Regions from separate parts of the Mus musculus genome. Here region 1 is linked to region 2. The links are chromatin contacts, called in public promoter capture Hi-C maps. All regions are on one chromosome and are shown on one strand. Each heading gives the region's core, a stretch centred on a gene start, on an enhancer-like site or on the middle of the called end of the contact. The rest is flanking DNA. Distances are from core to core; before and after follow the strand shown.

The links. Promoter capture Hi-C pulls out the DNA fragments that hold promoters and counts their contacts.
Region 1: a contact with region 2 is called in a promoter capture Hi-C map of hippocampal neurons, with 2.7 times the contacts expected there. The contact joins the enhancer-like site here to the promoter of Sumo3 in region 2. A contact is called at or near these places in 7 of 39 promoter capture datasets (3T3-L1-derived adipocytes, the SN4741 cell line, cranial neural crest and 4 more), 1 of 484 Hi-C or Micro-C datasets (B cells), 8 of 115 datasets of contacts at active chromatin or transcription factors (astrocytes, embryonic forebrain, embryonic hindbrain and 5 more) and 3 of 9 other capture datasets (adipose tissue, liver and pancreatic islet).

What each region holds. Positions count from the first base shown.
Region 1 is chr10:77,999,459-78,006,203 of GRCm38.p6, reverse strand. Pfkl (phosphofructokinase, liver, B-type) reads left to right here. Exons shown (of 22, transcript NM_008826.5): 2 at 690-763; 3 at 4,117-4,194; 4 at 4,704-4,893; 5 at 5,363-5,528; 6 at 6,025-6,069; 7 at 6,270-6,378. Among named protein-coding and RNA genes, the nearest start is that of Pfkl, 7.0 kb to the left of the region's middle. Within about 2 kb of position 4,288, at least 20 of the 459 cell types and tissues checked have an H3K27ac peak or open chromatin away from gene starts, as enhancers often do. A contact at or near this core is called in hippocampal neurons, where this site is marked.
Region 2 is chr10:77,601,332-77,608,221 of GRCm38.p6, reverse strand. Sumo3 (small ubiquitin-like modifier 3) reads right to left here and starts at 2,125. Exons shown (of 4, transcript NM_019929.4): 1 at 1,881-2,125. The coding sequence starts at 1,901.

The sequences.
Region 1 (6,745 bases), core at 3,039-5,538, 400 kb before region 2:
TAGCATTCTGGGTGTGTGGGATGTCCCCTGCTCCCTCCAACCTCAGCCTCAGCACTAATACTGCTTCCCATCTGCCTAGGGGACTGGAGGCATTTGTTGCTTCTGCAACAGTGACCTTTCCTGCTGTGGGTCCTGGGAAGGTGTGAGGCAGAGCAGAAGTAGAATTTCCAGTCAGGTGGGAGGACACGGGGAGGACACCCTTCAGCTAGGTACAGCCAGTGACCCTTGGTGCTCTGCTCAACTGCTTGCTGAGGTGTAGGGGGAGGGGTATGGCCAGAGAGGCAGCATGGTCTTCAAAGCCCATGCCACCTTCCTGCCCCGTACGCTAGCCTATGGCAGAGGCCTGGGACTTTGCTCTGGGTTCTACTGTCCCCATATATCATGCCTAGGCCCCATGGTTAGCACCTGGCTGTGTGAGCCTGCAAGAGTGGGGTTCTCTGCTGAACAGGTGAGACCAGGGTCTTCCTATTGCCATACATAGGGCAACAGAGCCCAGAATGGAAGGAAACCAGGCCCACACAAGAGCAGCTGCCATGTTCCTCCATATTCTTCGAAGTGTTTCAGAGAGGAGTTTAATGCCAGGCTCTGATTTCCAGGCCCTGAGCTCACTAGGTTGGGGTGGGGGGCTACGTACGGGAGGGTCCAGTTCTCCCTGCCTGGACTGATGGCGTGTCCTGACTCCCTCACAGGTATGAATGCTGCTGTCAGGGCTGTGACCCGTATGGGCATATATGTGGGGGCCAAAGTCTTCCTCATCTATGAGGTAAGGTCATGTGCGGTGGGGGTGTGTGGTGGGGGTGGCCTGTGGTGAGGTAACCTGTGTGTGTGCCTGCAGGAAACACATTGTTCTGTGGCACGGGAGAGTCTGTTGTGTTCTGGTCACCTTGGAAGCTTCAGGTGGCTGGGCCTGGACTCACAGAATGGATGTTGTCTGGGGGAAGGAGATAGAGCCTAGACATCTGCAGAATGGAAACATATTATGGGGTTTGTGCCCACTGATAATTTGTCCCACAGTCACTAGAAGACCAGCCAGGACAATAAGATCAATAGGAGGAACCATTAAGAGGGATCCTACCTATGCCGGTCAATAGCACAATCCCACATCCCACCTCACCCAGGGGCCTTTGCCTAGAACCTTAGGGACATAGGACTGCCCTCCCCCCACTCCCTTTCTGGGGCCACACTGTCCATCCTGGTTTGTTTAGACACTGTGGCCTATAAGAAGCAAAGTGGGGATGCAGGGGCTCCCTGTTGTCACTTCTGGCAGACACTGTAGTCTGTGAGCTATTTTCTTTTTTTCTCTCCCCACCCACTCCCTGGGTGTCTGTCTCCTTGCCTCACAGGCTCCTGAATTCCCTTGTATTATCTTGAGGTTGTATTGTATTCACCTTTTACACACAATGTATCCAACCTGCTTCCCATAGGGCCTCTGCCCCTCCCTCTCGCTGCTGGGTGTGTCCTTGTCCCTTTGCCCTGGCCCCAAGTGATGGCAGGGCCATACCCAGCCTTCTGCTCTACAGATGGAGGGGAGGGAGAGATAGTTAGGAGGTGTGGGGGTGTGAGTACAGTTCAGGCTTCAAGCTTGGATGGGGGTGGCACAGAAAGCCCTGCAAACCCGGCTGTGGCGTCTCAGAGATCTGAGGCAAAGGAGCCTGGCAGATGTGGCTGGTGGCCTGAGAATATGGGGGCTCCAAATGGGGACAACTGGGTCCTAGCTATAGATAAGGCCTCAATTCCTTAGGATCCTAGCCTCTTGGGTTCTGTGGGAATACTGAGAGCCTGGTGTGGGTGGTGAGTGCCTCTAATCCCAGCACTCCAGCTGTAGAGGCAGGAGGATATCTTTGAGTTAAGAGACTAGCCAGAAAAAATCTTTATTTATTTATTTATTTTTAAAGATTTATTTATTAAGCCGGGTGTGGTGGCGCACACCTTTAATCCCAGCACTCGGGCGGCAGAGGCAGGTGAATTTCTGAGTTCGGGGCCAGCCTGGTCTACAAAGTGAGTTCCAGGACAGCCTGAGCTATACAGAGAAACCCTGTCTCGAAAAACAAAACAAAACAAAAAAAGATTTATTTATTATATGTAAGTACACTGTAGCTGTCTTCAGATACCCCAGAAGAGGGCATCAGATCTCATTACGGATGGTTGTGAGCCACCATGTGGTTTCTGGGAGTTGAACTCAGGACCTTCAGAAGAGCAGTCAGTGCTCTTAACCGCTGAGCCATCTCTCCAGCCCCAGAATAATCTTTAAAGCAAAAGCTTGTTTGTTTGTTTGTTTGTTGCATTGACGTGACTCACAGCACGTCTGTCACCTATCAATGTCTCAAAGACATCAAGGAAAGCTGATTAGCTGTGCTCTCATCTGTCCAGCCTTGCGCTTCCAACTCTCCCCATTCACGCTTAATCCTAAACAATACCCCTCATAAACCTCACCATCTCACCTTTAAACCTGTATATTTCACTCTCAGCAGTGGGACTGGGAAAGCCACAAGGCCCCACATGCCCACTGTTTAAAAGAAAAAAAAAATCCCTGGAGAAGTCCACGCTGTCGCTCTCCCAAGCCTCAGAGTGTTCTGTCCTCTTTTAAATGTCTTTATAACCCCACCTGCTTCTCACAGCTCTCTCTGAAATCCCTCCCAATTTGGAAGTAAGGAAATCTTGGTGCATAGAAGTCCCTGCAGCAGAGGAAGAGGAGCAATCGCTCCCCTTCCCTTGCCATAGGGAAGCTGACACACTCAAAGCCCAGGCACCTCTCCTGTGGGTCTCTGAGCTCAAAGTACAGCCCCCATTTACGTACCCAGTCACTAAAAGACCACCTACTAGGAGATAAGGGAGGACTCATTTTCCATTTAATTTTAATTAATTAATTAATTTAACTAATTAATTAAAATTTTTTATTTTAGATTTTGTGTTTTAGCACTGGTGTCTGAAGTCTTCCGACTTGCATGGTCTTTTCCCTATCATTGCTAGAGCTCTCGAGTGGCCAGAGGAGCTACCTACAATTGGCCTGGCCTGGACTAGGAAAGCTAGCTAGTCCCCAGACTGGGGTGCCTTGTCTACCTGGGGCTCCTTAGAACCTTCTGGTTAGATTGCAGGGCTGAAGGCTGAGCTGCTTGGGTGGCTGCTGTGGCCTGAGCTGACCCTTCACTGCCCACCCTCTGGGGCCCTGCCACTTGGCACAGGGAGGAGCACGGGGAAGAGCACGGGGAAGAGCTGAGTTGGACGGCCCAGGATAAGCATGAAGGTCCTTTCTCCCTGGTGCCCCCTGAGGCTTCAAAGCATCGTGGTAGAGGCCATCCATCTTGTCATCGCCTTTGAGAAGTACCCGCATCCCATGTCCATCTTGTATAAAACCTCCCTGTAGGCAGACACTACAGTGTGGTCGAGGTTCTTGGCTGGCACCTTGCTGTCTGATGAGCAACAGCAGAGTTTTGCAAAGGAGCCAAGTTGGGTCCCCATTATGATCCAATCCAAAACCTCCAGGATGAAAGATAGGTGCTCTGTGGTCCTGTGAGGGGCAGCACCCTGGACTTGCTCTGGTGTGAAGAATTGACCACAGGTACCTGTGGCTGCCTATGAGTCCATGGGACTTGTGAGTTCTCCCTTGGGTATGAGCCTTTCCATCTAAAGCACGTTCCCATGAGATGTGTATAGTGTGACAGCCTGACTTCTGCCTTTAGTAGGCATTACAAATGTGTGTGGGTAGGGAGGGTGTCATGCTCTGCTGTTGTGTAGCAAGATACACTTATATTCCTGTAGACCACAATCAGGTCATTTCCACCGCTCACACTGAGCAGATCTCCTTTGAAGGATATCAGCCTTCCCTTGGGGTTCTGTGTCCTGGCTTTGACTCTCTGACTTGGGTACAATGACATGAGCTCAGCTTGGGGACAGTCTTTGAGTGTCTGCTTGTGCCACAGCACATACTGTGCGTTTTCCTCCATAGTAAGCAGACCTTTAGGCATGTGGAGCATGCTCAGAGTCCCAGAGTAGGATGCTGGGCCTTCGAGTGGCAGGGCTTGCCATTGGGGCCCCTTGAGCTTGCTCACTGCCAGTGAGCACAGTGCTTCTGGCCACGATGGGGTTGCTCTCTCAAATGTCGTCCTTCGCTTGCAGGGCTACGAGGGCCTTGTGGAAGGAGGCGAGAACATCAAGCCAGCCAACTGGCTCAGCGTTTCCAATATCATCCAGCTGGTGAGGCTCGAAGCCAGGTGGCTCCTTCCCACCCTGAGAGTGTGTGAGCGCGTGTGGGTGTGCACTCATGCACAGAGGCATTCCGGCACAGAGAGCTGGTGGGCCCACAGACATCCAGACATGTAGAAATGACAGATAGACACACACACACACCAAGACATAATAGTCTAGACCAGGGAGGCTGTGGGTGGAGACAGGGAAGGTTCGGTTCTGCCTGGTGGGTGGTGTGTATGTGGGATGTGTATGGGTGGATGTGTGTGGATGTGTTGAGGTCTGTGTTGTATGTGTGTGGAGGGGGGGTGTGCTTTCTAGTTCTAAGATTGTAGAAACTCCCCCAAGGCTTTGGACTCAAGGAAAAAGGCCAGGGTGTGGGAGGAGCTATACAAGATTCTAGAGGCTTCTCCCCTGTTTAATTCTGTGGGGTCCACCTCATCCAGCAATGGCATCTCTCTGATGCCTCCAGGGACATTTTGCCACCCCACCTGAAGGCTCTTGTTTCTTCCATGCAGGGTGGCACCATTATTGGCAGTGCCCGCTGTAAGGCCTTCACTACGAGGGAAGGCCGCCTGGCTGCAGCCTACAATCTGCTCCAACACGGCATCACCAACCTGTGTGTCATCGGTGGCGACGGCAGCCTCACGGGGGCCAACATCTTCCGCAACGAGTGGGGCAGCTTGCTGGAGGAGCTGGTGAAGGAAGGTGGGTCCGTGCAGAGCTGGCTCTTATCTGGCTCTGGTGGTGGCTGGAAGTTAAAGTTTGTTCCTGATGTGGTATAGTCTGCAGGTCATAAGGTCAGCATGAGGTCAAGGCTCCTGGCTTGAGGAAGCCCAGGTGGTACCCTGTGTTCCAGCATAACATGTTTCCTTCCAGCTGTGTGGTGGTCATGCTTGTAGCTGATTCTGGAGAGAGTCTGATGTGGGGCATAGACATCTATTTGCAGAGGTGTAGCTATGGGTTGGGTGACATTCGATTCGAAGTCCCAAGGTTGCTGTGGGGAAGGTGCCTCCTTTGGGGAACCTGGAGCACAGTACCCCCCATTGGTCCTCCGGAGGCTCCTGGCTGGGCTGTACGCCTTCTTATAGATGGTGGACGAGGCAGAAAAAGGTGTGGAGGTTGAAGTGGCTGGCTAGGTGGTGGTCCTCATCTGGTCTTTGCTTCTCCGACCCAGGCAAGATCTCAGAGTCCACAGCTCAGAACTACGCACACTTGACCATCGCCGGTCTGGTGGGCTCCATCGATAACGACTTCTGTGGCACTGACATGACCATTGGCACAGACTCAGCCCTGCACCGCATTATGGAGGTCATTGACGCCATCACTACCACTGCCCAAAGGTAAGTGAGGATCCATACACATTGGCTGGCTTGGGGTCACGGTAGTGAAGCTGGCTTCCTAGGGGGCTGCCACTGCAGGGGCCGTGGGTGCTGGTGGCCAACGGGCTCTGCAACTGTATCCTCAGCTGATGGCCTCTAGGCCCATCCATGCCTCCTGTTAGAGGAGATTCTGGGGGTCAGCTCCCATCCCTCTACGTGTCAGTGGAGCACTAGCTGTGAACCCCAGCAGTCAGAGGCTACCACGTTCCACGGTGGTGGTACACCTGAAGGGGGTTCTTGGCCTCCAGCCAGGGATCACCAAGTCTGGCTCAGTACCAGGCTCTCAAGCTGTCTGGTAGACTGGTGGGTGTTTCCTAGCTCAGGGCAGCCCTGGGCATGAGGAGATGGGCATTGTCTTTTTTTCACTACCCCTGTCTTCTTGGTCTAGTGTAGTAGGTTAAAATGTGTGGCTCCCAAGACCTGGCTTTGATATCTACACCCATTTTCTTCTCCACAGTCACCAGAGGACCTTTGTTTTGGAGGTGATGGGACGGCACTGCGGGTGAGGAGGTTGATCCTAGTCGGCAGGGAGAGGTGGGGCACTTGGGGCCGGATGGGGACAGTGGGGGTGGGGGTGAGCACATAGTGTCTGGCATGTACTAGTTGATCATTTAATGTTATGAATATGAGGGAGCCCTGGCAGGCAGTAGGGAGAGAGACAGGGAGGAAGTCCCTAGCAGGCTGGCTCCTCTGCTCTTCCAGGTACCTGGCGCTGGTGTCTGCCCTGGCTTCCGGGGCTGATTGGCTATTCATTCCTGAAGCGCCCCCTGAGGATGGCTGGGAGAACTTCATGTGTGAGAGGCTGGGCGAGGTGAGTGGCCACTAGGGATTTCAGCCACTCGAGAATCTCCGAGGCAATTGTCCCTGAGACCTGTCCTTCTCTTACTGGTTCACAGCATCTATCCCTTCCCTCTGGGGAACTAGGAGGGTCATAGTGCTGGCTATTGTCTGCTCTTGCCTGTGTGAGGGTCTTGGTGCTCACTGCTACACATGCCTAGGTGAGGTTCATAGGGCTGGTGACTTAGACATTCCTGTGGTCCTACCCTCTGTGGGCAGAACCAGTGGAGACGTTCAGGTCACTGTCTGGGTCCATCTCTGTGGCCAATGCAGGGAACATGGCAAATTTGTTTCTTGGAGTGCTGGCTTTAGCTCTTAGTCTCTGAGAAGTGGCTTCATAA
Region 2 (6,890 bases), core at 876-3,375:
AACCATTTATTTCTAGGAAACAGATCCCTTGCTCTACTTGCAGATCAAGCTTTTTCCCTGTCCTCACGCCAGCCTTCTTTTCCCCCACGGTTCCACAGAGCATGCTCCATGGAAGCACCCTGCTTCCCAGGGGTGTCCTCAGCAACATTTTTATTCCCGGAGAGAGAGGTAGACTAGTGTCAGGAAGCTCGGGTGCAGGGTGCAGAAAGCAACCTGCCCTGCACTGGGTCCTAACAGCTTTAGGTAGGAGCATGGCTCCTTCTAGTCTGAGAAATGGTTCGGCAGGAGAGAGGCTCCATCAAGAACCTGAAGGCACACCTTGAGGCATCATCCCTTCCCCTTCCCCTGCCCACTCACTCCCAGGACACCAGTGACACAGCAGCACTGTCCACAGAGCTTGCCCCCTTCTCCAAAGGGTGGCATCCAATATGAGAAAAAGTAAAGTCCGCTAGTGAGAAGCATGAATCACTCCAGGTCCCAAGATGCTGACTTCTAACCCGGTTCCCGAAAGGATGTGTGTGTTCAAAAACAGAGACAGAGGTGAAAGGCCTCAGGCTTGCTTCCCTCCAACGGAAGGATGCCTGGCTGGGCTCTGGCCTGGAGTTCTCTAATTAGCAAGTAAATACAGAAGAAGGAGGGCTTACTCAGCACACTGACTGCCAACACCTGACACCCGGGAGCTCCTGGGTATAGGTGGAGGCCAGCATGAGCTACACAGGGAAACATTCAGGAGACAGAAACAGGAAGATCTCTTTTGAGTTTGAAGTCAGCCTGGTCTTAAACTCCAGGACAGCTTGGACCACAAAGGAACCTTGTCTAAAAAAAAAGGGGGGGGGGCCGCTGTGGGGGTGTGGAGAGAGTAAGTAACTCACTGGTAGAGCATCTGCCTAGTGGACAACAGCCCCTGGGCTGCGTCACCAAAATATAACATATAACCCTCTGTCTCCACTAACCCGAGGCAGAAGGCATGGCCACTCCAGTACACACCAGGCATTCACTTCCTGCCTAACCGCACCAAAAGGTTACAACTCTTGTTGTAGTTACCAGCTACAAAATATAATAAAGTAAGTTGTCTACTCTTGGCACAGGGCGAACAGGTGCTCATTCAATATCCGGGATGGTGCAGGCAGGACCCAAGGCTGAGCTGAAATTAAAGGTAAGGACCTCGCAGGCAAGATATTTCTGGGCTCGGCTGCTGAGCATGGTACCATGGCATTAGTCCAGATGCTTGCCCTGCTCCTGGGGTCTCTCACCTGAGCCAACACAGTGGTCATCTCCAGGCCAGTCAAGAGCACAGAATGCCAGGCTCCAACGTTTATCTCCCGTTGGATAAAACTGCCCCCAGCAGGGCAGGTGAGTGTGGGAAAACTGTTCAATTTGAAATGGGCAACCCTGGCCTTCCCACGCACCAACTGCCGAGACCACGGCGATGGAGTGGAAGGGCATGCGGCCGGGCGAACATTGGAAGCCCGGAGCGGCCAGCCTTGCTCTTACTCCGGTGCAGCTCTCACGAGCGCCCGCTGAGCCTCACGCGCAGCACCACGCGTGCAACTGTGCGCACGGCACGCGAAAGGATGGCCGCGTCAGGGAGTGAGGCCCTTGCGAACCAAGAACCAGCACCCAAGTTCCGGGTTCTCGAGCCGTGGGCGGGGCTACACCCGGGGCGGGGCTACCCCGGAGGCGGAGCCTTGGTGTGGCGGGAGGCACAGCCGGGGGTGGGGCTAGCGCGCTGCCCGGGGCGGAGTGCAATGCTGGTGGGGGAGGGGCGCGGGTCGGTGGGGGAGGGGCGCTGAGGCTCGGGCGCGGCCCCGCGGGCCCTTTTTGCGCGCGGCCCGGCCTGCGTTCCGCGGAATCTGCTGCGGCTTGCGTACCGGGCTTACCTTGGGCTTCTCTTCCGACATGGTTGCGCAGCGACGGCGGCGGCAAGCGCAGCGGGAACCGGTGGCACTGGAGCGGGCGAGTCACGCTCTCTGCCCCGCCGCTCTCCCGCCGCAACTGTCGCGGGGCCGCGCTTTATCCCTAAATCCCGGCGCGCTGGTTGGTCGCGCGGAGTCACGTGGTCGGGCGCGTGCACGAGGCGCGCGCCCCGCGCCGCGGGTGCGCGCTGGCCAGCCGCGATTCAGGACGGTTGCGAATGCGTCACGGGGCGGGTCAGGCGCCCGGGTGCGCGCAGAGCCCCGGGGACGCGCGACTCAAGGTCCTAGGCCCAGAGACCCCGGATGTGGGTGCAAGACTGCGCGTCCACGCAGGGAGGCACGGGAGGAGTGGGGGCGCTGTGTGCTAGGTCAGGACCCAGAGGAACGTTTTGGCCCAACCAGTAGCCTCTTCACCACCCACATTTGGGGACTTTTTCTTATATGCAGGCTGCATTTGGGTAAGAGAGGGCAAAGAAACTCAGGCTAACCCTTTCAGGTGGTCCGGAAGACGAATAAGGAGGTTACCAGGCATGGTTTATGGACCACACACTCCTGGAACAGGCCTCTGGCCTTTAATTTGAATGTCACAGGAGGGCTCATGTCTAGAAAAGGCATCCTTTGAGGACACAGAGGATGGCTTCTGTTGGCCCAGAAAGCCAGCACATGCTCCCATTTCATCTTTTTTCATTTGATTTCCTGGATGGGGTGGACCAGCCTCCACAAGGGCCATTCCCAAGATGGCTCTCCAGAAGGACAAGCTCTTCCCCTTCATTCTCACTATCTAGCTGCCTTTCTCCCTCCTTACGTAGTCCCAAAGTAACCACTAGGTGGCTTGGGTGGGTGAGAGTGACAGGCACAGAAAGCTTCCCTTCTGACCTACCATTTGCTGTTTCTGGAATGCTATTGTGGACACTAATAACCCATTTTACACAGCACACCAAGATGCCTAGAAGTTTAATAACATGCCCAAGGAGTCAACTAGATAAGCAAAACAAGGGAAGCTTGAGCTGGAAGATCCATCGGGAGCCCTGGCTAAGGGGTCAAGAGTGTCCTTTCCTTGTATCTTGGCGTGAGTTTTTAGAATGCAGCCCACAGGCCCTCTGTGTCTGTCTGCTAACACCTGCAAATCAGGCCAGTCAGGGCTGACACAGTCACCCACAGTCGTCTCAGGAAGGTGTTGATTGGCCGTGTTCCAGGACCACACAGCAGCCTCCAGAGAAGTGGCGCTCTGTTTGACAGAAGTATGTTTCTGTTCCAAGGAAGGGCCAGCAGACAAGTATCCCCACTTCCTGGTAATACTGCAAAGCTACTAAGCCAAGTGTCTGTGAAGCCAACCTTTTTTAGCCTTTCCCCTGTACACATGACCTTTCTTCGAGAAGTTTGTCAAGGTCTTCCACAAGGACGCATTTGGAACTCATCCCACACCCAGACCAGACCAAGGTATGGATTTTCCTCAAATACAGATCATGGTCATCCTTAGCTGAACATATCTCTGGAATGTCCAGCTCAGACTGTGTAACTGGGAGACAGGACTCCAGAAACCAGGCTGACTGAAGCAGTTGTTGGAGATCAGAGCACACCTTCCCTCCACTATTAGCTGTGAGTGACTCGGGGCAGGCAGTGTTCAGACCACAGTGTACCACCAGCTCTAAGATGCCAAGCATTATAAAGTGTTGTATTAACAGTTTATAGGATACAAGAATCAAACCTGAGGGTCTGTGGCTGAGGGCATCTGTTACCAAGTGATCGGAGAACAACACGTGCAGCACAGGATGGATGAACTCGGCACCTACGTGAGCTGCAGCAAGAAACAGCCACACTGCGATCCATTCACACCATATGATGACCCATTCACACACTGAAAGCCTACCATTATGCAAAGTGAACAACCGGTAACAGGAAGATGCTCACTCGTGTGTATTTCAAAGCCTGTTCTTAAGATATGTGTATGTCTATGTCTATGTCTATGTGTATATGTAAACAGAACACTCCGTTTTCCCAAAGGACCTGAGTTTGGATCTCAGCGCCCCTTCTCCAGGACGTCTGGCACCCTCTTCTGGCCTCTATAGGTACTGCACTCACACACACCTACCCATACACAGAACACATACACACACCTTTTTTTTTTTAATGTTGTAAGGAGGCCCCTTGGGCATGGATGAGACCTTAGCATGACTTTGGTTACCTGAGAAGAGTGGCTTGCCTTGCATGGGGCATCCCAGCCTGCCTTCATACAGCAGACCCAGACACCCCATAATAAGCTGAGGTTCCACACACACCTAGTCACACACTCTTCCAAGGAGACAGCTGAGGATCAAGAACAGCATCCAGAGAAGATGAAGAGAGGGCCCTGGCTGAGGAACTTCCCAAGGGAAATCAAGGGACTCTGGGGTCTCAGGGAAAGAGAGGGACGGGAAGAAGCAGAGGCCCTGCTGAATCAGTACAAGTGTGTATCCACCTGACCAGAATCCCGGATCAGTGCAAGTATGTATCAGAATCTCAAGGAAAGAAAATGGAACAAAGAGACACAACCTAAGACATTTCCCGAGACTAAGCAAATATGTTCATGTTTCTTACAGACTTAAATAAATGGCTCTACAAATGGAGCATGCTTTCAAGTACCAAAAAGCCAGAGAAGGTTGGCTCAGAGGAACTCCCTGTAAGGATGGATTCTAAAGGTTCCTTGCAGTGAAGGATGTCCTGGTCCTGTTGCCTCCCATAGCTGCACGGACACCAGAGAGGCAGAGGCTGGAAGATCGCGAGTTTGGAGGAGACTCCTTATCTCAAGCTAGCTATTTTAAATTTTTTTCATAAAGATTCCAGGTAGCTAGCAACAAGGAGACTTTCTCTGAGGAAAGGAAAGTCAAGAAAGGAAGGGTGCTTGGCCTCCCCACAAGGATGGACCTGGAACTGAGACCCAAACCTGTTCCTTCCCTAAACTGGTTTCATTGGTGTATTTTGCCACCAAAGCATGAAACTAGGAAAGAGGCTGGGTGTAGCCTCCCCCAACCTGAAGCGAGCTGACAAGGACCTTGTCAGCCACTGAGGTGGGGCCACCTGCAGGGTAGTCTTCCTACTTAGATGGCTATATTGTTATGTCAACTACCTCTGCTCTTCTCCGAGACTCTGCTACCTGCTGAGAGACCCTTGAAACGTCCTATCCTGCACTTCGCCTACAGGCTGTCTCCAGGCACCAAGAATGAATTGGGGGGAGGGGAGACTCCCCCCTTTATAAGCACAGACTCTTAGTAAACTTTGGGGCCTTAATCAGAGAAAATTTGTCTTGGCCTCATTATTTCTCTCGCTGTCTAGTCTTTCTTTCAGCCCCAGCCTGCCTTCCAGGAGTACCCAGTTCTTGTAGGCCAAGGGCAGCCTGCAACTACAGCTGGGTAGCTGTATGTTCAGCCCTTGCAGCCCCAAGACCATCCTGTCCAGTTACAATCTGGGCAAAGCTTATCCGTCTTCTTCCCACCAGCAACCTGAAGCAGAAAGATTGAGGCAAAGAGTCCATGTGAAGATACTGCGCAAGGACTCCACTTAGCTGATGTGTTCTTTTTCTCAGAGTCCAGAACGAATGTTTACAAAGAAAACCGCATGACCCAGTCCAGGAAGCTTATCCAGGAGAAAGAAGCCCACAGGAGAGGGTATGGACTTAACCAGATAGACTGGGAAGTAGCTGTGATTAATACGTCCAGGAAATGGATTCAAAGACAGAAACTTTGCACAGAGAAGTAGAACATATTTCAGAATCCAACTGAAACTCTCCAAAACAAAAGCAAATGAGATCTGAATCCACTGGATGACCATAAAAGCAGATAAGATCCAGTGGAAGAGAAGATTAGTGAACTGGAAGATAGGGCAGAAGGAAATCTTCAGACAGGCAGGAAGACCATGGAGCATACAGTGAGAGGCCTGTGACGTGGGCCCATACACACAGGTGTAGCGAGAATTTTGGTTTCTTTTAAAAACCCAGTTATGGGCCCACCAAACAAAGAGCATGCAGGTGCTGAACCTAGACCCCCAACACACTTGTAGATGTGCAGCCTGGTCTTCATATGGATTCCCTAACAAGTGGAGTGGGGCTCTCTGACTCTGTTACCTGCCTTTGGATCCTTTTCCACTACCTGGACTACCTGGTTGGGCCTCAGTGGAAGAGGATGTACTTAGTCCTGCTGGGACTAAATATCTACCAGAGCGGGGTGGTACCAAAGGAGGGCTTCCTCTTCTCTGAGGAAAAGGGGAGGGGTAATGCAGGGAGAGATTTGTTAGGGTGGGACTGGGAGGGCGAGCTGCACGCAGAATATAAAGTGAATAAATAATTGAAAAAAAAATCATGTAAAGATTTTTTTTTAATTCCAGCTGTGGGATAAGAGGCTGCTTATCTTTTAAAATCCAAACTCTTTTTACAATAAAAAGACTCTTAACTGTGAGATCCATTAAAATATTTTCTTCCTTCGAGAGGGAAAAATATCCTGATATATATATACAGTCACAATCAAAAGCAAAAATTAAACTCCAACAGTCCAGCACAATCACAGCAGGTGATTATGATTTGCCTCGTGCATTTGTCAGGGTCTGTCTTTTTGCCAGCTGCAGGTAGTTTAACTAGGGGCGATCTCTGGAGATGGTATAAATGGGAAAACCAAAAACCTAGTTATGTTACGTGAATATGTTTTTGTTTTAATCCCAGGTGTGGGATAGGGGCCGCTTCACTCTATCCACAGCTGTTGACTATGACTGTCTCGTGCTTTAGAGGGACGTGATTTTTGCCAGCAGCAGATAGTTTAATTCTAGAAACTCTGGAGAGGTCTTACCTCGAGACCCCAGAGGGCCTGTGGCTGCTGCCGCTGCTGCTGCATTGGCTATGGCTTGTTTGCTGGATAGTCTGAAGATGATTGGACTTGGCCCAAGAAACCCCATGCCCCTCATGAGTAGGAAACAGTTGGCTGAGAGAAGCCTATGTTCCTTTCCCCC